Linked DNA regions of Bicyclus anynana: region 2 is linked to region 1. The links are chromatin contacts, called in public Hi-C maps. All regions are on one chromosome and are shown on one strand. Each heading gives the region's core, a stretch centred on a gene start, on an enhancer-like site or on the middle of the called end of the contact. The rest is flanking DNA. Distances are from core to core; before and after follow the strand shown.

Region 1 (5,855 bases), core at 2,162-4,661:
CTGGTCCGATTTGAAAAACTCTTTCAGTGTTAGATAGCCCATTTATCGAGGAATACAGAATCGGACCAGCAACAACACAAATGAAACCGCGCGGCGTCAGCTAGTTGTTATTGTATTGCGAGGCTGCTGTGCTGTAGGTACTAACATATTGAACTTTATCATAATGGGATGCACATGATATTAGTTATTATTATAATAATACGTTATCTTCCGTTAATAAAAGACGTGATAGCCCAGTGGATATGACCTCTGCCTCCGATTCCGGAGGGTGTGGGTTCGAATGCGGCCCGGGGCATGCACCTCCAACTTTTCAGTTGTGTGCATCTTTAAGAAATTAAATATCACGTGTCTCTATAGGTGAAGGAAAAACATCGTGAGGAAACCTGCATACCAGTGAATTATCTTAATTCTCTACGCGTCTGCCAATCCGCATTGGGCCAGCGTGGTGGATTATTGGCCTTACCCCTCTCATTCTGAGAGGAGACTCGAGCTCAGCAGTGAGCCGAATATAGGTTAATGACGACAACGTTATCTTCCATAAGTTTTATTAGAATCGATACAAAAGTAAGTATTACATAGTTTGGCATTAGTTTCTTTACCTTGCAACATTACAATCTTGGTACTTATGAAAAAAAATAGATTATCTGATTTCTTACATCGTTACTTACTTGTATAGAATACAATACAATACATTTAAAATATCGTATTGAATATAATAAGATTTGTATCCTTTAAACCAACTCGCTTGAATAATTTATCCTTTACGAAGTAAAGCAGAGATTATATATTATACACTGTGTCTTCAGGTCACAGAATAAAGAATGCCCAGAATGAGTCTACAAATAAAATTTCTCAAAAGTGTTTTGTTAAGGCACGGCACTGTTTGACGGCCTCCGTGGTGCAGAGGTATGCGCGTTGGATTTCCATGACGGAGGTCCTGAGTTCGATTCCCGGCTGGGCCTATTGAGGTTTTCTTAATTGGTCCAGGTCTAGCTGGTGGGAGGATTCGGCCGTGGCTAGTTACCACCCTACCCAAGACGTACCGCCAAGCGATTTAGCGTTCCGGTACGATGTCGTGTAGAAACCGAAAGGGGTGTGGATTTTCATCCTCCTCCTAACAAGTTAGCCCGCTTGCATCATCACTTACCATCAGGTGAGGTGGTAGTCAACTTACTTGTAAAGAATAAAATAATTTTTTTTTACGTGAGTTTTTTTGTCTTTGCTATTTCAATTGATGGATAATGAAACTTTTTAAGATTTCCTTCCTTCCTTGTGTGTCCCTTCAGCTTCCGGCTTATATACACTTTGGTACATAATTATATTATAACAACGTACTCTTTAGAAATTGTGTAGGCACATATTTGTGTACAATTTTTTTTGTACTCTTTATTTGTACAACACAATAATAAAAAAAACAAGCAAAGCAGAAACATAAGACGAAGTAGATTACAAAAGGCGGCCTTATCGCTTAGTAGCGATCTCTTCCAGGCAACCTTAGGCTTAGCAACTTATTATGACAACTGTAGGTGGTGTGTATGTAATAATAATATACAATATATACAAATAACTACACACTAATAAATAAACCATATTAAACAAATTATATAGGGTGCATTCAGGTAATATCAAATGGATTTATTACGTAATAGCGAAGTGTTTGTGATTCCAATTTCAAAACTCTACATATATATTTTTTACTAACGTGGACTAAATGCCACCATATTATATAAAATGCTGATAAACCTTTAATACAAAATAAACGCTTCATTGTAAGAAATATCATACCGTACAGCAATGATATTAAATACTGTTAGATGTGTTACTAGCTGGCACAAAAAAAGAGGCGCTCAAAAGAGGAAATTTATAGTCAACTCAATGTTAGTTATGGTCAACAATAAAAGTTATTTAAACAAATAAATATAGTCTACAATGTCGAGTTGTGTGTTCAGGAAGTGTAAAAACTATTTAAACATAAATACATATAATGGAGTTAAGACAAAATTGTGCATGTGTGCTCTCAGTGTTGCACACTATTATTCGGATCACCTTTTGCGGTGATTTGTAGGGACGTAACAGATCTATAATATAAAATTATCATTGCCGTACAATAATCCACACGTGTAATCAGATGATAACAACAAATTAAGTATGCAACAATGTAGCAAAATGAAATTGAAGACGTATGAATACAAGGACGAAGAGTTTTATCCTACGGCCTACCTACGTGGGACGTGAGTCTCTCAGAGAGAGAGAGAGAGTCAGAGATCTCTATCATCAGCAACATAAGCCTGTATCCGTCCACTGCTGGACATAGGTATTTCCGAAATAGTAACCACACGATCCTCCGCCTTCCTCATCCAGCCACTTCCCACGAGTATATATTTTACAAACCCCTAAAATAAAACATACAAAATTATCAATAAGTATCTACTAGTAACTAAACATCGTGAGGAAACCTGCACACCAGAGAATTTTCTAAATTCTCTGCCTGTGTGTCAACCCGCATTGGGTCAGTGTGGTGGACTATTGGCCTAACTCCCTCTCATTCTGAGAGGAGACTCGAGCTCAGCAGTGAGCCAAATATGGGTTGATAATGATCTAGTTACTAGGTACCTACCTAGGCGCCTAATTAAACTAAGTTCTAAAAACTCGAAAAACAACCTAACTGAAGGTTAGATTTAACCCAGTTTTTTAATCACAAATCTTCTTGATAATGCTTAGAAGCACTATCAAGAAAATGATGTAAAAAGAAAGGTAACCTATTAAGTACTTTATAGTTAAAATTATATTAGATGAAAGGCCATTGACACCGTGAAGGCAGTAAACATTGCGTGAATATCGTTCAAAATTTAAGTTTATACCACCAGTAGGTAGATGAAAGTAAAAGTGTAACCACAGTAGATATAATAAGGTGTAACTGTTTAATTAGGTAATATTTGAAATATTAAGAATGTAAACTATACATTTTAACTTGTCGATTTTAGACGTGCAGTATTCCTTGACGCGCACTCCAAGTAGGTAAGTACCTACGCTTTTTATCATACAGCGTATGATAATAAACTTAAAGATAACTATTGTAATGATCTACCATTTGTTAATGAGCCAAATAGTATTTATCGTTGTATATTATGTAAGGATCCCCACCTCCAGTCAAGAAACCACGCCGAACTTTGTAGTGAACGTCTTCGAAGGTGATGTTGACAGAATCTTCCACCAGTGAGGTGGAGTTGGTCTCCTGCGAGTCCGACTGGTTGTCGAGAGCCATCGCCACTGACACTGTCGCAGCTACACTAGAACAAAGACTTCGTATTCCATCGCGAGACAACACAAAGACGCGGAGGAACAAAGGGAAACGCGCGAGCTCTACTCGCCTGAGCGCGGCGGCGATTAGCGGTATACTAGCGGGTTGGCGGCGCAGGCGTTTCTACCTCCTCACTACGTAATTATCGGTCGTTCTCCCCACCCGATGCTTGTCAGCTGTCGAACTCGGAGCAGCTGATTTGTTATCGTGACCAGACAAATGGACTGCAGTCGAATCCTCAGTAAAACTTGACACTTTACGCAACCGAAATCTAGGTTTGTGGGTGGAAGATACTAATGTGTAAGCTACTAAAGTGTCAGTCAAGGTTGAGCCGAGTTTTAATAGCTAACTAGTAGACGCCCACGACTTCGTCCGCGTGGAATTCTTTTTTTATTGTTTACAAGTTATCCCTTGACTACAATTTCACCTGATGGTAAGTGATGATGCAATCTAAGATGGAAGCGGGCTAACATGTTATGAGGAGGATGAAAATCTATACTCCTTTCGTTTTCTACGCGGCATCGTACCGGAGCGCTAAATCGCTTGGCAATATGTCTTTGCCGGTAGGGTGGTAACTAACCACGGCCGAAGCCTCCCACCAGTCAAACCTGGACCTGAACTTGACCGTCAAAGTTCATAGCCTATGTGTGTATATATATTCCGTTCTCGTAGGAATACGAGAATAATATATATAACCTATAGCCTTCCTCAATAAATGGGCTATCTAACACTGAAATAATTTTTCAAATCGGACTAGTAGTTCCTGAGATTAGCGCGTTCAACCAAAGAAAACAAACTCTTCAGCTTTATAATATTAGTGTAGATACAAAGGTACTTACTAAAGTAGATTGAAGAGTTGTAGTTAGTGATACATTCAGGTTTCGTCTAAGTTGTTTAACCAGCAATAATTCAACACGACTTGATGATAACTACTCTTCCGCTTATCTCACTAGAATATTTAACGTTACAGGTACGTAATCCGTAAAGTAAATCACGTTTAATAAATTATGTTTGTTATCCTTATTATCAGCTGATGGAGATTCTTCTGGAATAAGTCTCCTATAAGACTTCCAAAGTCAAAGTCAAAGTCAAAATTCATTTATTTCAAATAGGCTTAGTTTACAAGCTCTTTCGAAACGTCAGGTAATAATATTAAACTTAAAATAATGGTGATAATAATCATTTGACTTAAAATTTAAGTTACGAGGGTTTCAAACGCGCCTTAGTCCGAGAAGAGCCCACAACAAACTCAACTAAGGTTTAGTTTTTATTTACCACTATTTTACAAACTTATTTAAAACTAAGCACACAGTCGTATAATACTTAATAGTTTAACACCGAGCTTTTTTCTTCTTCCAAAGTCCAAACATTACAGCCTTGAGCCGAATGCTTTCAGCGGACCATGTTTTTGATAATGACAACAATATTTTACTAGGTATTCCTTTATCATTATCATCATTATCAGCCGATAGACTTTCACTGCTGGACCTCCTCTTGTGAGTACCTCCAAACACCACGGCCCATCCCTTCATCATCATCATCATCATTATCAGCCGATAGACGTCTACTGCTGGACAATAGGCCTCTTGCATAGACTTCAGACCACGGTCTCGAGCCGCCACTATCCAGTGCGGTTCCTGCGATTAGCGCGTTCAATTAAACAAACAAACAAACTCTTCAGCTTTATATTATTAGTATAGAAATAAAATGATACCTACTTGAAGTAAATTTTTCTTTGCTCATTATCAAACGGTCAGTTTTTAGTCGATTGCTCTATATAGCTTTTTATTAGATTTCAAAATTAAACTAAAATTGTGAACAGATATGGGATTCCAAATACTGGGTATTGGAAGTGCAGCGTACCAACAATCTAAACCGGAAATCCTTTTGTTATCACCATCTCACATATGTCATGAGTAAACAGTGATAAAGTTTGAGTGGACTCTATGAGCGACTTAAGTATTTAGGGCAATAGACAAGAGATCCAAAGTTTCTGATGAAAGACAAGTTTGCCCTCTTTATATGGTAATGCAGCAAACCTGTTTTGTAGGCATGCCGGTTTAAAATATGCTTCGTGTCAATGACCTATTTATTGGACTATTAGCGATTGTTGATTTTAGCTATATTTGAAAACTGAATCACTTAAAGATGTATGTTTTAATGTGTGTTTAGTCTAAATATATATAACACAAAGCCCAAACCACTGAACGGATCGGGCTGTTTGGCATGCAGGTAGATGTTATGACGTAGGCATCCGCTAAGAAAGGTTTTTGATCAATTCTACCCCCAAGGGGATAAAATAGGAGATGTAAGTTTGTAAGAAACTTTGTCAATTTTTAACCGATCCGGCTGAGACTTTGCATGCATAAAGCTACTATGACGTAGACATCCTTTAATGCACGCCATTGACGATCAATTATTCTTACGTTTCTGCAGCATCCACGACTATAACTGATCGTGTATTGGTCACTGCGTGCATGACGGCTCGACTTATGAAACGTCTTCGCTGACGTTTGCGCTGCAGAAACGTGAGAATAATTGACCGACAATGGCT
Region 2 (5,858 bases), core at 1,337-3,836, 39 kb before region 1:
TGCCGCTATTGCTTGATATGTCTTTCTTTCGTATCGAGATTATGTTGTGCTGCGCATTATAGGCTAACTGTACTATATTTAAATTCAAGGGTGCCAATTTGTAGCAAATAAAGGAGTTGTTTTGTTTTATTTATTATCATCATCACATCGTTTTGATCTTGCCTCAAGCGACAACTCGCTTGTCGTGATTAATTTAATAATGCTTCGTATTTACCTAATAATTTCCTATCAGTCTCATTGGGTATATTTTGTGTCCATTGTTCGCTTATTCCATTTTGCGAACATTGCACTAGTCTTTGTTCATTCTCCGCACATACTTCTAGAACTGAAATAAAAATATTGATTATTAATTATTTATCATTCATCTTGTAAAACTATCTATGAAGACATTCAGTTGCAAACGAGTTTTTTAGTCGATGGTTATTCAATTGGCCAAAGGCCGCCGGTATAAAAACTGTGATTATCTTTTTCATATTTTATACATTGAACTTGATTGAATGTCGAGCCTTTCATTAACAGACAGGACTGCCTCTTGGTTGTCCACAAAAGGTTTCATTTTTAATTCTGTTTCAAATATAATATAATGTATAAAATCCCCGTGTCACGGTCCTTCTGGTTCACTCCTATAACGTATAATTTTATCCTCTTAACTCGACATCCCATTTTTCAATTTAAATCTTTATTTAAGAACTTTTGTATAAAACAAATTCGAATAGCAGAACATCATTTGCAGGATCAGATAGTAGCTTATATAATTTTCTTATAGGAAAATCTTATATTAACGGGGCACTGCTATGGCCCCATATAAAACTAGCCGATGCCTCGTGGTTTCACTTAGATTACTCTCTACAATACCACAAACCTTGCCTCTCTGTCAATATAGATATAAATAAAAATAAAAATTTCCGATACTTTGTAACCGAAAGTACTCCATAACGGTGAGATTTTTTTGCTGCAGAATACATTACCTGCCCTAAGTAATGACTAATAACAGAAACCTTGACAAATGGTACATTCTCTTGCCTTGAGGTTTAGTGTCACAACAATGAGCGTAATATACGAGTAAAGTCGTTGAATCTGATTCATTATTATAATAATCTGCCGGTCAATTAGGTATGTATCTCAGTAAATGATTGACGTATATTGAGTATTGATGATTGCCTCATTGGTCCCGTGGTAAGCTGGTTCAGCTACGGTCAATGAGGTCCAGGGTTCGAATCCCGGGTCAGGCCAACAAAAACAAATTGGGATTTTTCTTACAAGGAAAATCTTAATAGCAGCCTGGAGTTAGGAAGTTGGCGGTGTTAGTACACCCCCGTGCCTCGGAGAGCACGTAAAGCCGTCGGTCCTGCGCCTAATCTTTCACCGGTCGTGTCGGTCTGCCGTCTCATCGGGTTTCGAGAGTGAGGGAAGAGAGAGTGCACCTGTGCTTGCGCATACACTTGTGCACTATAATATCTCCTGCGTACATGGTTAATCTCACCATGAGATCAGCCGCCGTGACCGAAAAGTCGGTCGGGAGCATATTATTATTATTGATGATTGATATGAGAGACAACATCGTTTTTCATTGTATGTTTGTTTTGTTCATCTAACATGGTTATATCAACGAAATGACGTTCATCATATTTATATTTTTAAAAATATAAATATGATACTTGTTTAATAACAAGATTATGTCAACAAAATGACGTTGACAACGTCATTTTACATTAAGTGGCAGTGAATATTATTATTTCAATGATTAATTATGTCATTTCGTTGAAAAATCCAAATTAAAAAAAAGTCAAAAACTTAATTAATTTGTTTCAAGTAGGCTATTTCAACGTCATATTTGACTATTTGTAAAGACCCTACCATCGGTTCAATGTTAGGCGATCGATCAAAAATATTATAGTGACAAATGTTTTGAATCGTACACCGAGACAAAGAAGAAGAAATACTTCATTGCACACAAAAGAAAATGAAAATTTTAAAATGAATAATTGAAAGTAAGAATTAGCATGAAAAGGCAGCTTTATTGCAATGAGCAATCTCTACGCAGCATCCCCTAACGAGAGATACATAATTAATTGACACGATGTATGGCATCTCGCTGATGCATTCTAACTTCATGGGAACGAAACTATACTATACTAACTAGCTTCATTGAAATTTATAGTTAAGTAGTTACATACTCTCATCATCATCATTATCAACCCATATTCGGCTCACTGCTGAGCTCGAGTCTCTTCTCAGAATGAGAGGGGTTAGGCCAATAGTCCACCACGCTGGCCCAATGCGGATTGGCATACTTCACACACGCAGAGCATTAAGAAAATTCTCCAGTATGCAGGTTTCCTCACGATGTTTTCCTTCACCGTTTGAGACACGTGATATTTAATTTCTTAAAATGCATGCAACCAAACATCCACTAGGCTATCACGGCCTCCATAGTTATGTAAGGCAGATTAATTATAAAATATTCAATAATGTATACTAACAAAAATCTACAGCATTGTGATAAGGCGGACAGATGAGGTGTAACTGCTCCAAGTAAGGCAGCAGCTGAGGGACCGAGCCCATGTAGGCGCACCGTCCGCTCGCCACACAGAACAGCTTGTCCACCATGTGCAACACCAGGGCCGAAGGCTGGTGCATGGTGATCACCACCGTCCGCCCCTGGCGTGCTAACAGATGCAAGAGGTATATCAGCTGCTTCGATATCGACGAGTCCAGCCCACTGAAACGAGAAAGTTAAATTATAAGCTTTTGTTTAATTTGCAATGCATGTATATACCTATGTATGTCGTCGTTATCAACGAATATACGGCTCACTGCTGAGCTCAAGTCTCCTCTCAGAATGAGAGGGATTAGGCCAATAGTCCACCATGCTGGTCCAATGCGGATTGGCAGACGTCACACAGAGAATTAAGAAATTCTCTGGCGTGCAGGTTTCCTCACGATGTTTTCTTTCACCGTTTGAGACACGTTTTTTAGCGTTCCGGTACGATGCCGTGTAGAAACCGAAAGGGGTGTGGATTTTCATCCTCCTCCTAACGAATTAGCCCGCTTCCATCTTAGACTGCATCATCACTTACCTTCAGGTGAGATTGTAGTCAAGGGCTAACTTGTAAAGAATAAAAAAAAAAAAACGTGATATTTAATTTCTTAAAATGCACACAACTGAAAAGTTGGAGGAGCATGCCCCGGACCGGATTCGAACCTACACCCTCCGGAATTGGTAGGCAGAGGTCATATTCACTGGGATATCAGTCATATCCATTGGGCTATACCTATGTATGTATGTTTATTTATTCGGGTGAAATCTTGCAATTTTAAAGCAGATTTAACCAATTAAGCTGAAATATTGTATACTTGTTCAATTTGGATGGCAACACATGTTTAACTTAGTGACGTCATTCTAAATCCAACATGGCGGCATATTTAAGATGGCAGACTAGTCATTTATTTTCACACCATTTAAAAAACCATTGAACACTTTTTTTTTCTTTTTATTCCAAACAAATTGCAAAATATTTTAGTCATTAATTAGGTATTCTTTGCAATTTCCAATACCATTAATACATCTACTGAGTTTTTCTTTATTCCAAGACTAGACAAGAAGAGTTGGTAAAAGACGCGAGAGTATATCAATCCATCGGTCCCGGTTTTTACCATCAATATCTGATAGTAGTTCATTTACCATTATCACCCCAATTCCGCCAATTCATATTAGAGCAGTGTGGTAGTCTCAGCTCCATATCCCCTCTCCATAAGGAGGGAGGCCCAGTGCGGAAAAGGCCCAGGCAAGAAGATGAAGAATAAGGGTGCCTTGCCCTGTAGTAGGCTATTAAAAAATGGCTGATACTGATATTGATAATGAATAATTTCTCGTCACTCATCATTTTAAGTTTCTCAAAAGTGTCTACCTAACGGTCTCATTGCTTGCTTTAACAATACAAGTTCAAGGTTTCATCGAAATTAAGACAATCGATTAAAGGAATTATTGTAACACTTCTGTGTTGTAACCCTTTTAAATAAACAAAGGGTTTATTATTCATTGTTTGTAACAGCAAAAGTGCAAGATTCTCTGTCAACATTTAGATTTATCGACTATTTTATATATTTTTTAAGGTAAGCAATCTCATTATTCATTGATCTGAACGATTACCGTCATTAACTGTTACAGTTATTTAGTAAACGTATCAAATAAACTGTGAAACTGTAAAAAGTAGATTGTTTAGAACTATAAAAGGACTGCAGAATAGCGGATTAATAAAATCATTTTGAGGCAAAGTTGCTCATTCCTCCAACGATTTTATATCATTAAAATCTTCTTTTGACGGCCTCCGTGGCGCAGTGGTTTGCGCGGTGGATTTACAAAACGGTTCTGGGTTCGATCCCCAGCCGGGCCGATTGAGATTTTCTTAATTGGCCCAGGTCTTGCTGGTGGGAGGCTTCGGCAGCGGCTAGTTACCGACAAGCGATTTAGCGTTCCGGTACGATGTTGTGTAAAAACCAAAAGTGGATTTTCATCCTCCTCCTAACAAATTAGCCCGCTTCCATCTTAAAGTAAGAGCTAATTTGTAAAGAAATAAAAAAAAAATATCTTGACCATTTCTAAAGACTACCAGTTCTTAAGGCAGGTTCTGCTGAGAAGAGCCGGCAAGAAACTCAAAAGGTTAAAAAAGCTCTTTTAAAAAAAATCGTAATTTTTAAAAGTTCCCGTTGATCAATATTCTAGGACCTAGTCGTGATTTGGTGTTGAGTTTGGCCCCTTTACCTTTAAGCTAGGCATAAGACAGAGCAGTGATAGCCCAGTGGATATGACCTCTGCCTCCGATTCAGGAGGGTATGAGTTCGAATCCGGTCCGGGGCATGCACCTCCAACTTTTCAGTTGTGTGCATTTTAAGAAATTAAATATCACGTGTCTCGATCGGTGAAGGAACACATCGTGAGGAAACCTGCATACCAGAGAATTATCTTCATTCTCTGCGTGCGTAAAGTCTGCCAATCCGCATTGGGCCAGCGTGGTGGACTACTGGCCTAACCCCTCTCATTCTGAGAGGAGACTCGAGCTCAGCAGTGAGCCGAATATGAGTTGATGACGACAGGCATAAGACTGTTTCTGTTCGATTCCCCTCTCTTAGTACAGAGAGCTTGAAGGAGCAATAAAAAATATGATAATAGCAATTAAATCCATCCTTTATTACAAAATTAAATTAAGATGCAGATCGAAGAAAAAATATAAATAAAAAATATATAAATAAAAAAACCTTGAGATAAAACTTTAAAGTACATAAAAGCCTTTAATAAAGTATTTTCCGGTAATCCGTGGGAAAGCTAACAAAAAATCCCATTTTAACATAAAGGAGTAAAAAAGTTTGTTAATTAAGTAATTGTTTTAAATGGAAGCAAAGTGGACCTTGAAACATTTGTTTGTACAATTATATAATATGACATATTTAAAATATCATGAGACGACGATTCCAGTGAAATAGGGTAATAAAGAACTGATAATTTTCATTGCTTTAGTCAATTCCAAGTCAATGCCTGATAAGATTTTATGTACTATAAGCCTTAGTTATGTGGTTAATTATATCTATCACAGTGATTTGTGAATTGCAAAGAGGTCTGATAGCGATGACTAAGAGTCAAAGTTCGTATCTTTGTTTGACTTTAGATTCGGTAGTTGCTATGCTATCCACATTTTGTTTGACGGTCAAATTATATCCATTGTGACGTTAGTAGACGAATATACAGAATCATAAAAACAAGCTGTGTATTTTTGTAATTACTATCTAAGTATTTGCGCAGAGTATTTATGCATTTATATATTAGCACTTTATTATCTTGGATACTAGGTATATCAATG

The links. A called contact is a pair of places that touch in the nucleus more often than the background predicts.
Region 2: a Hi-C map of whole larva shows a contact between it and region 1, with 2.5 times the contacts expected there. The contact joins the enhancer-like site here to the promoter of LOC112044586 in region 1. A contact is called at or near these places in 2 of 2 Hi-C or Micro-C datasets (whole body and whole larva).

Annotation. Positions count from the first base shown.
Region 1 is chr9:6,679,804-6,685,658 of ilBicAnyn1.1, reverse strand. It overlaps LOC112044586 (ATP-binding cassette subfamily G member 4), which reads right to left and starts at 3,411. Exons shown (of 10, transcript XM_024080468.2): 1 at 3,145-3,411. The coding sequence starts at 3,265. All of the region lies in intron 13 of LOC112044581 (ATP-binding cassette sub-family G member 1), which reads right to left.
Region 2 is chr9:6,718,454-6,724,311 of ilBicAnyn1.1, reverse strand. It overlaps LOC112044586 (ATP-binding cassette subfamily G member 4), which reads right to left. Exons shown (of 10, transcript XM_024080468.2): 5 at 2,484-2,722; 6 at 215-325. Among protein-coding and RNA genes, the nearest start is that of LOC112044602, 13 kb to the left of the region's middle. Within about 2 kb of position 2,586, at least 6 of the 8 cell types and tissues checked have open chromatin away from gene starts, as enhancers often do.